Linked DNA regions of Danio rerio: region 2 is linked to region 1. A link is a contact called in public Hi-C data. All regions are on one chromosome and are shown on one strand. The core of a region is the stretch at or near the end of the contact, and the rest is flanking DNA. Distances in the headings are between cores, read along the strand shown. Region 1 overlaps zcchc7 (zinc finger, CCHC domain containing 7). Region 2 holds the start of zcchc7 (zinc finger, CCHC domain containing 7).

Evidence for each region. Hi-C and Micro-C count contacts between places; a contact is called where the count stands out from the background.
Region 2: a Hi-C map of an unstated tissue shows a contact between it and region 1, with 2.3 times the contacts expected there. The contact joins the promoter of zcchc7 here to the enhancer-like site in region 1. A contact is called at or near these places in 3 of 18 Hi-C or Micro-C datasets (caudal fin, embryo and an unstated tissue) and 1 of 4 datasets of contacts at active chromatin or transcription factors (gastrula embryo).

What each region holds. Positions count from the first base shown.
Region 1 is chr1:23,201,744-23,207,213 of GRCz12tu, reverse strand. All of the region lies in intron 6 of zcchc7 (zinc finger, CCHC domain containing 7), which reads left to right. Among named protein-coding and RNA genes, the nearest start is that of adamtsl7, 34 kb to the right of the region's middle. Within about 2 kb of position 3,168, at least 4 of the 62 cell types and tissues checked have an H3K27ac peak or open chromatin away from gene starts, as enhancers often do.
Region 2 is chr1:23,283,889-23,289,461 of GRCz12tu, reverse strand. It overlaps zcchc7 (zinc finger, CCHC domain containing 7), which reads left to right and starts at 1,932. Exons shown (of 9, transcript NM_001301358.3): 1 at 1,932-2,014. The coding sequence starts at 1,953.

The sequences.
Region 1 (5,470 bases), core at 1,919-4,418:
TATGAGTCCTTTCTTCAGTGTTAAAAGAAAATTTCCTGAGTTTTTTATAAATTGTTGCAATTGTTTTGACATGAATGAAAGAATAATGCTAAAATGTACAAGCAAGTAAAACATTTATTTTGATATTTTTAGTTTAATTCTCTTAATCACAATATTTAGATTTTTGATCGTAGAGGAAATCTTCTCAGACAATTTTAGAATTAAACATCAGTTTTGGGTGTCTCTTTTTGCATGGTTTTGTGCGTACATACAGTATATGCATAATTTAGATTGAAGCATACAATTCTTTTTTTTTTTAACTAAGCTGATTTTATATACAGTTTATAACTTTTTTTATTGTTACTTATGTCCACTGTAATAATGACATTAAACTATTCTTTATCCTTAACACTCTTATATAAACCCCAATCTCAATGTACATGCATTTAATTAATATCACACATTACTTTAATGTACAACATGGAAACTGCAATATGGTGTTATGTACTACAATAATCTGTATATAGCATTTAATAATTTCCACTTAAAGTCGAAAGAAAGAAAGAAAGAAAGAAAGAAAAAGAAAGAAAGTTTGATTTTAACAACACTGCATTGCAAAAATATTAATACATTATTTAATCAATTAACTCACAAAAAACAGAAAGAGAAAAAGAAAAAGAAATGTGAGCAAAAACCAAGTTATTTTGATAAACCTCACTCAGAGCACCATTGTAACACCACATCAGGTCAAAAGAAGATCATCCACAATTCTTGATTTGACAGAATGAAAAAAAGAACTGGCAACAAGTTATAACTTACCTTAAATTTATTTATTTATTTATTTATTTATTTATTTATTTATTTATTTATTTATTTATTTATTTATTTATTTATTTATTTATTTTTGCTTTTTGGTACTACGTAAGAGCTTTTAGCTTGTCTAGGTAAAATATTAAGAAGTTGACATTTAAAAGATTTTTGTAAAAATGTGAGAAAATGTTGTATGCACTTGAAGAGAACAAAGAGGAAAGAGAGAAAGAAATATAGAAAGAGAGGAAAAAGAACTAAAAAGAAAGAGAACGAAGAAGAGAAAGAAAGAATAAAGAAAGAAAGAAAGAAGAGAGAAAAGGAAAGAAAGAGCGAAAGAAAAAGAAATGAAAGAAAGAGAAAGAACCAACGAACGAAAGAGAAAAAGAGAGAAAACAAAAGAAAAAACAAGTGAGAGAAAGAAAGAAAGAACAGAAAAGAAAGAACAAACAAACAAATGAAAGAGAGAAAGAAAGAAAAGAAAGAACAAACAATTGAAAGAGCGAGAGAAAGAACGAACAAACGAAAGAAGGAACAAAAAAAGAAAGAACAAACAAGCAAATGAAAAAGATTAAAAGAATGAAAAAAAAACAAACGAAGAAAGAAGGAATGAAAGAAAGAACGAAAGAAAGAAAGAAAGAAAGAAAGAAATAAAGAAAGAAAGAAAGAAAGAAAGAAAGAAAAGATTTAAGAAAGAACGAACAAACATAAGAAAGAATAAAAGAACGAAAGAAAGAACAAAAAAGAACAAAATGAAGAAAAATCAAAGGAAAAAAATAACGAGAGTAAGAATGAAATAAAGAAAGAAAAAGAATAAACAAAAAAAGATTGAAAGAAACTAAAGAAAAAGTAAGAAAGAATGAACAAACCTATTATTTTGTGTAAACTTTTCCAAAGTTAAACACCGCAGAGCATGCTTGTTGTGTTTTTGCCATATTGAACTACTGTATATATGCCCAGTATGGTAACAAAAATGGTTTATTATTTACTGACTAAATATTTTTTATTAGACCGTTTGTCCTTTTACAAAACTTCTGAATTATTGAAATTTCTTTACAAAACACATCAGATGGTAAGATGAACAGAAATTCACAAGGTTTTAGATGTCTCTTTAAAGCAAACAGAAAGAAAACAGTTCAAAAGAGATTGCATATTAAAAGTTTTTTTGTGTGTAATAATTCTGGCATATTGATGGTAATTATGTTTATTTACCTTTCATAATTTTAGTGTGTTACTAGCAATTTCCTTATAATAATTTATTGTAAAATTTACTATCAGTTTTTGAAGTGAAAAATATTTGCACAGTTGTTTTGTTCAGCTTCAGGTTTTTTTGCTGTTAAAGTGAGTTGCTGTTTTTAGCCTGTGTCAGTGCCTGACCATGGACAACATATGCTGACTGTCGCCCGGGTCTGCAGGCTTTATAAGGGTTTTAAAAGAGTGTGTGATGCTTTCCTACAGGTCCACTTGGTTCTGCTGGGCTGAGTCCATCTGCTTGTGCATTACTTTCATCCTCTGGGTCCTGCCCTGGTTCTGTTTGTGTGTGTAGGTACTTAAATTGAGTCACCCTCAACAGACGGTCTTTAAGGCCTTTAAACTATCCTGGAGTCTAGAGGGCTCAAAGTTAAATACAGTACAGATACCCATGTGTGTGTGCGCGTGTGTCGTGCTTTGGGAGCTCTGGCCTGTCGCCCTATGCTAGGCCCAGTCAGGTGTGAAAAGGCATTCTGTCAGACCAGTCCCTTTCTACTGGGTCTGTTTATACTGTGTGTGTGTGTGCGCGTGAGTGCAAGTGTGTGTGTGTTTGTGTGTGTGTGTGTGTGTGTGTGTGTGTGTGTGTGTGTGTGCGTGTGCGTGTGTGTGTGGTGGGGTGAGGCCTGCACCTGTCTTTACTAACAAACAACCACTCAACTCTAAGTTTGCCACAAAACCCAAAGGAGACTGACAGAGAGAAGTGCGAGTGTTCGCAGAAGCTACTATGCAAAGAGTGAAAGTTTTATTGGACCAATGTTACATATGGAACTAATATGATGCAACGATATTTCTCTTTTTGGAAGGCAGTTTTTGCCACAGGATGAAAAGGAAAAATCACAAATTTGGGTTAATATTTTGCAATTTTGACTTTTTTCAAAATGAGTTTACATCTCAGAATTCAGACTTTTCTCAAAATTGAGTTTTTTTTTGTTTTTTTTTGAGAATTTTACAATCCTGACTTTTTTTCTTTCCTCAAAATTGTACATTTCTATCACGATTCACATAAACTTGCAAATAGAGTTTTTATCAAAATAGAGTTCTTATTTTGTAATTCCATTTTTTTTTCCGAAAAATGAACAGTATACACAGTTGAAACCAGAATTTTACACCGCCTTTGAATTTTTGTTTCTTTTTTAAATATTTCTCAAATGTTGTTTAACAGAGCAAGAAAATTTTCAAAGTATGTCTAATGACATTTTTTCTTCTGGAGAAAGTCGGATTTGTTTTATTTCGGCTAGAATAAAAGCAGTTTTTAATTTTTTAAACACCATTTTAAGTCAAAATTATTAGCCCCTTAAGCTACATTTTTTCGATAGTCTACAGAACAAACCATCGTTTTTCAATAACTTGCCTAATTACCCTAACCTGCGTAGTTAGGAGGTTAATATGTCAGGGGGTTTAAAAAAAACTCTGACTTCAACTGTATTTAAGAACTAATGCTTCCCCACCCAGAATATTTTGTTTATAACTTTTTTAATCTAGCCTAGTATAGCAAACTTATACTTTATATTATAGTATAATAATTTATAATACTGCTTTCTTGCAGTTATTTATGGTGTCCATCGGGCCTTAAAAAGTCATCAAAAATGGATAAATCAATGTAAAGAAATTTAAGGCCCTTAAAAAGTATTAACAATGGCAAAATATTAAATTATATATATATTTTTAATTTCTGTGACTATCAGGATGCTGTGTAGTTTATGAAATCAATAAAATACTGCTTTGTTTACTGCAGTAACCAAGGCACTGCCATTATATCTGCAGTTCTGTAGGCGCTAACCTGCTTAATTATTTAGATTTAGTAGATTTTTATTCAGTATATGAACAATGTTTTAGTTTTGGATTACTTTCTTACATTAACATTTAGTAAATATACTGTAAGTTAAAATCTCGCCAGTGTTTCCCGGTTGAAACCTAAAGTGGTTATAAGGTCTTAAAATGTATGGAAAGAGTCTTAAAAAAGGTCTTAAAAGGTATTGAATATCACTCTCTGATTCCTGTATATACTCTGTTATTATTTTTTCCACATTTAATGCATATATATTGCATTTCTGATCTTTATTTCTTCAAAATTTTGTATCACCAAGTTGTTATTTTTTTATATCTATCAATAATGAATTTTGTATTGAGTTTTTTTTATAGCTCACAAATAGCTGACAAATAATGTTTTTCTCAAAATGTTACAATTTTTGTCATAGATTCATGGTTTATATCTTGCAATTTTGACTTTTTTCTTTCACAGAACTATTTTTATACCAAGAGTTATTTTAGATTCAAGATGCTAATTTTATTGCTGTTCCTGTGTCCTGACATTTTATCCCATCAGATTATACTATAACACTGTATTTGAATGGTTCTGGGGTTGGGGTTAGGGATTGCGGGAGGTTGGGGACATATTACAGCCTTATATCACACCACTCCACTTTTTAATATTTATAAATATTTACAGAAATATTGTTATTATGAAGTACCTCACAGTAATTTACTGTGAATTTACATACAGTACCTTACTGTTAAAGTAATGCAATTATTAGCCAGTACTTTATTGTAAATTTAAGGTCAAATATTTTACAGTGTAGTTTACAGTTTCACAGTAAATTATCCAATGTGTTATTTATTTATTTATTTATTTTTGACGATCATTCTGAACAAGTCAGGTCATACTGAACACTTTAAATTTTTTGAGCATATAAGCATTTACAGTGTATACAGCAACAAAGAGCATCTGTCTGTGAAAATTTATGTTCACAACAAATATCTGGCAGTTTGTGATCCTTAGACACTAAAAAAAAGATTAAAAGATGATACCTTGTATGTACAATTCATTTTAGGTTAAGTGTAAAGCATTTATTTTGTGCTGAATTTAAACAAATTAAATTGAACATTACGACATTTAATTTGTTTAAATTCAACCCATTTAAATTGTTTGCAACAGTTTTGCAGACATCCTTTTTTTCAGTGTAGCATAAGTCAGTGAGTGTATAAAACCTAATGTTTTAAAATCTATTCAGCTTATCCTTTTTTTAAGACATTGTTTGATGCAGGAGTACAGAAATCTATTAACTCCCAAAATCAAGTGTCTATTTTTTGAAAACTTAAGAATCAACTCTCACTTATTTAGTTTTAATCATGTTTTAATACACACACACACACACACACACACACACACAGTTGAACACATATTTTGTGATGCTAGGTGCATTTAGCACGACACTACAGAGCTTTTATGTTTTGGTTCAGATATTTTAAGTCTGAAGGGGATACGGATTTCAAACCTTTTAAGAGGATATTGGTGAGCAATTACCATTTTTAAAACTTCTTTATAAAATCCTCCTTTCCTCAAACTGATCAGCCTAGTAATCCTTCACACCGTAATGAAATTTAATTGAACCATTAGCATAAGTGAAATGTATGAGGAATATACAGTTTTTAA
Region 2 (5,573 bases), core at 683-3,182, 83 kb before region 1:
ATTACAGCAGTACAGATAGGAAGAAGTTTACATCTCAAGTCAAAGGCCAGCATCTTTAAATGGCAGCTCAAGTCTTGGGTAACTACTATCACCACAACTTGCATGATAAAATATATATATAAAAAAAGTAAAAATATAAAATTTAAAATAACAATATAATATAATATAATATAATATAATATAATATAATATAATATAATATAATATAATATAATATAATATAATATAATATAATATAATATAATATAATATAATATAAGGCGTCACAGTGACACAGTGGGTAGTACAATCGCCTCACAGCAAGAAGGTCGCTGGTTCAAGCCTTGGCTGTGTCAGTTAGCATTTCTGTGTGGGGTTTGCATGCTCTCCCTGTATTCGCATGGGTTTCCTCCAAGTGCTCTGGTTTCCTCCACATTCCAAAGACATGCGGTATATAAATTAAATAATGTAAATTGGCTGTGGGCGAGGCAGTGGGGCAGTAGGTAGTGCTGTCGCCTCACAGCAAGAAGGTCGCTGGGTTGCTGGTTCGAACTTCGGCTCAGTCGGCGATTCTGTGTGGAGTTTGCATGTTCTCCCTGCCTTCGTGTGGGTTTCCTCCGGGTGCTCTCGTTTCCCCCACAGTCCAAAGACATGCGGTAGACTAAATTGTCCGTAGTGTATAAGTGTGTGTGTGTGAATGTGTGTGTGGATGTTTCCCAGAGATGGGTTGCGGCTGGAAGGGCATCCGCTGCGTAAAAACTTGCTGGATAAATTGGCGGTTCTTTCCGCTGTGGTGATCCCGGATTAATAAAGGGACTAAGTCGACAAGAAAATGAATGAATGAATAAATTGGCCGTAGTGTATGTGTGTGAATGCAAAAGTGTATGGGTGTTTCCCAGTGTTGGGTTAGGCTGGAAGGGCATCCGCTGCGCAAAACATATGCTGAATAAGTTGGTGGTTCAATCCACTGTGGCGACCCCAGATTAATAAAGGGAATAAGCCAAAAAGAAGATTAATAAATGAATGAAATTTCAATTAAACCACATACTTCTACAAGAAGTAACAATGTTGGCTTTTTATTTCAGATGTGAACTTAAAAGTTGGGAACATAGAGATGCATCAAATTAAATTTAATATATTTATTTTATATAGAAAGCAGAGTTTTGAATTATTGTTTTAAATAATTTGAAACAATAAAATGCTATAGAGGGTAAATCTATTTTACATAAATTACTTTTAAGGGTAAAACTCAGGTTAGTGTAATAAAAAAAGATCCTTACCTTTTAACTTTACTCCTTATTCCTTCACCTAAATGTGAGATGAAAGTTGAGGGGTTAAATTAAGTCTTTTGATATGTCATGAAATTATTGTTTGAAATATGTTTAAAAAGTTTTTTTTTTTTTTTTGTAACAGTGAAGGAGCTGAAAAAAAGTTACAATACACATAATATGTATTTTAATATATGAGCACTTGTTCTCATATTTCATATTTGTTAGGAAACAATGTTATGTTCTTATATTTTCTGGTCACATATTTATTTCTATTTCTATGTACATAATTATATCATTCTTGTTTTGTTTTTAAGAAGTTTTTTGTACTATATTGTCCATTGTTAAAAACCAATAGTGACAAAACATTATTATTATTAGGCTATTAATAGCAAAATAAGCTAAACGTGTATCAATGTTCATGACAATGAATCAAATTTAGTAAATTTTTTATCTACTCTGTAAAATTTTCTCATGCCTACAGTAGGTTACATTTCAGGGACCACTGGCTCTTATTCTATCTTGTATAAAAGAAAATACAAGTAAGAACAATTCATATTCCAAATGCTCTCCTATTAACACCACGATCAGACATAGTTGTAGTTTTTTAAAACAATCCTCATATTCAGAGTCACTAATTTTCGATGCTTGTGCTAAATTTAGTTCATTTTTCCCAGGGATGACGAATAGTTGGCCAACCATTTCATGTTCCTGTGGAGTCCGGAAGCCAGTAGTGTCCCGTGTTGCAAATCGGAATTTATAAACAGGTCAGATTTTTAATCAGTCTGGTAGTAAACCTGTTCAAACGTGCCATTTGATGTAGCTGAGGTTATAAATGTTTTTAAACGACGCCGTGTCCGTGTAGTAGTAATGCGACGCGTCTCAGCCGGCGTCCATGTGTACGTGAACACACGTGGGTCTCCGAGCAGCACTTCTAGCACTGAAGCTAACACATGCTTGTCAGATTCGTGTAAAATATATATCCGCGTACATTTAATGTTGTTGAAGGACAAGTGTTTTGTTGACTTGCTGGTTTTATGCAGATATTTAGTGTTGCGGATGGTCTGACGTTGTTGGTTTTTATTGGGTGCTTTAGCTTTTCAGTTAGCATAGTGTCAATTCACTGTGGTGTTGTTTATGTGTTAAATCAGATGAGTTTATGTTTTTTGGAATTGTTTTTATGGATTTGAGGACACAAATCTCTGTCTAGGACTAATGTGGTGTTGTCAAACAGTCTCCATTTCAACTACATGCTTTTGTGCAAATATGCAAACAAACAAACAGATAAAAATGTTATTGTTATACTAGTATGTCAAAATATTTGTCCTCGAATACTCGTAAAATAATCTGACAGTGACCAAACTAAACGTTATGTTTATGTCATATTACTTTGCTTTGTAAACAGAGATCATGTATGTTATGGCCACGTTATACATGTAAACATCACTTTCGAGGGACTGTAGTGTATGTACGTTATACTGTTTTAAATTGGTCTCATATAAGCTGTTCAAGTGTGTCACGAAAGCTCTAGAGCATTTGTTTGTAAGTTTGATTAGCATTTATGGTGGTTGAACATATTAAATAAAGTTAAGTAAATAATTAAGTTGGTTTTATATTTGCATATTCTGAAATTTTCCTTAATATAATTTCAGAAAAGTATTATTAAATTCTGAATAGGAAAATCAGATTAGCAGCCAATAACTTTTAAAATACATCATTGTTTACATTCAATTAAATAGTTTTCATGTTGTTTTAAAGTCATACTTGCATGCGATTTCAGATAGAATATTCAAAGTACTTAGCTGGGTAAACAATTAGGGGACAGTTATATAGAGTATATAAGTTATTATAACACATATTAATATGTGAATATAAAACCAACTTTACCTCAGTGTTGAACATATGATGAGAACAATATTGTGTATTGTTAATCTTTGTTTTTTTTATGTTTTTGGAGAGTAAGTAAAATACATTTGTGTTTAGTTCCTAGTCTTTTTTTTCTTTAGCTTTTATATATACTGCATAAAATAATTATAACAAATGTAGAGTTCCCAAATAAATCTGCAGATGTTTTTGTATCATGCAGACTATTTCAGCAAGATATAGTAAATATATGCATCATGCGTTATTTTTGTTGAATATTCTTACAGTGATTTTGTTTGTGATTATAACATGTCTCTTGACAAATTTTATTTATGTTTATTAATGTAATAATCATAATAAGATAATCAATTATCTTATAGGCTAATAAAAACTGTGAAGGTGCAAACATTGAGAAAACACAATGGTCAGCATAACAGCAGGTTGAAATGTAATACGGCCCCATTTGATTGGCCAAATTTGGATAAACAACTTATTTATGCAACACAAAATCTTGGCGCATATGCTATTATTTTGATAATGATAAATCTACAATATATTGGGCAGCCCTGTTGCTGAAAAAAGCTTGTAAGCTTTGTCATACTCTTAAGAGGACTAAAGTGAAAGCATTTAAGTGCTCACTGTAATTCATTACATAATACCATTACTTTAACTTGCTCTCGGAATGTGTTCATTAAAAATATATAAAGGTGTATTGTAGTTTCTTTTTATATGTTATTTCTACTTCTCACAATCATTTGTAATTACAGATTCAAGTAAAGAAAAAAATTTAAGCATTTGCGATTTTAAGGCTGTTGAGTTTACAGTGGGCTTTAAATGACGCGTGTATAGTGTGCAATGATGTGAAAATAGTTAATAATAAATCATGAATTGATTTAGGATTTAAAATGTTTTACTTTGCAAAAATTTTTAAATAAAACATTGTTATTAATATTATTTTTGAATAAGATAAAATATTAGTGGGCGGCGTGTGGGTTTCCTCTGGGTGCTCCGGTTTCCCTCACACAAGTTTAAAGACATGTGCTACTACAGGTGAATTGGGTAATCTAAATTGTTCATAGTGTGTGTGAATGAGTGTATGGGTGCTTCCTAGTGATGGGTTGCTGCTGGAAGGGCATCTGCTGCGTAAAACGTGCTGGATAAGTTTGTGGTTCATTCCGCTGTGACGACCCCTAATTAATAAAGGGACTAAGTAAAAAAAAAATGAATAAAATATCAGTCAGTCAATCAATAAGGAATAGATATTTATGCTTATTATTCTATTTAATATTAATTATAATTTATAAATGTTCAAAAAGCATCAAAACAATAAATATGCAGCAAAAACATTTTTGTTGCATTAAAATGTTTAATTTTTATCATACACATTTATTTTAATTTATACATTTATTTATTTGGCAAGTTTACAACAAGGAAACTGAATATTTAGCAACACAACAAATCACTAATTGAGAATTAAAGTGTATTCCCAAAATCCAAATTTAATTGTAATTTTCCAAACAGGTGTCATACATTCAAAAAAACACCAAAAAAAGAGGATTTTTGCTGCTTGTTCAAACTACTTATTTAAAATAAGATGAATAAACACAATTCTTATGGGGTACACCTAATTGTTTTATGTTCAGTTCATTTAAATTTGTAAAAATAATTAGGTTAACTTGCGGTTGGGATATTTTATTAGGAATTTTGTGGCAGTGGCGCCCAATATTTTAACAGTGTATCCCAGTTGTTAGCAAAATGTAAACACTAAAAAAAGTGTAAATGATGAACAATCAGAGCAAAGTTGAAATTAGATCAACAAAATGTCTATAATAATAATTACAGTAAACCTCATACTCTGTAAACAAAAAAATATAATAATAAAACCTGAGCTTTCAAGTAAAGTAACTAACCACCATTATTCAAATGCATATTGCAAAAATACCAATTGTGAAGTTGAATGACTACGATACCCCTATGCTAAAAAAAAATCTTTCAGATAGGGAGCTAGTGGCTGGGATGCACAAGATAAGAAATCAAAAAGCCACTCTGGCGACATCATTACATCTGTTTTTACTTACAATCTCCTCACTGTTGCTAGACACTTTTTGCACAATTTTTGTGTGTGTTGTTGTTGTGACCTGAGGTGGCGATGTCGTATTTGGGTTCACATATTGTGTCTAAAAGCATGTGAAAAGTGTGAGGCGCGTAGATTCCTTCACTATTTTTAATGCGATTTGCACTTGTGCTTCCCTGGCATCTCTCGATGACATTCTGGAAAATTGAGATGTTTTCAACTAGGTGCACCTGGAAAATGCGAGTGCGTCATGTGTTCACCACTTTCTAACCATGTGTGCGTCGCTCCCTATTTTTGTGCGCAAGCTGTGGAAATAACCCTAAGCTTATTGGGATTCCTTCCAAGGTGTGCGCTCAACAGACACATTTGATAAAACTATGGCCTTCATA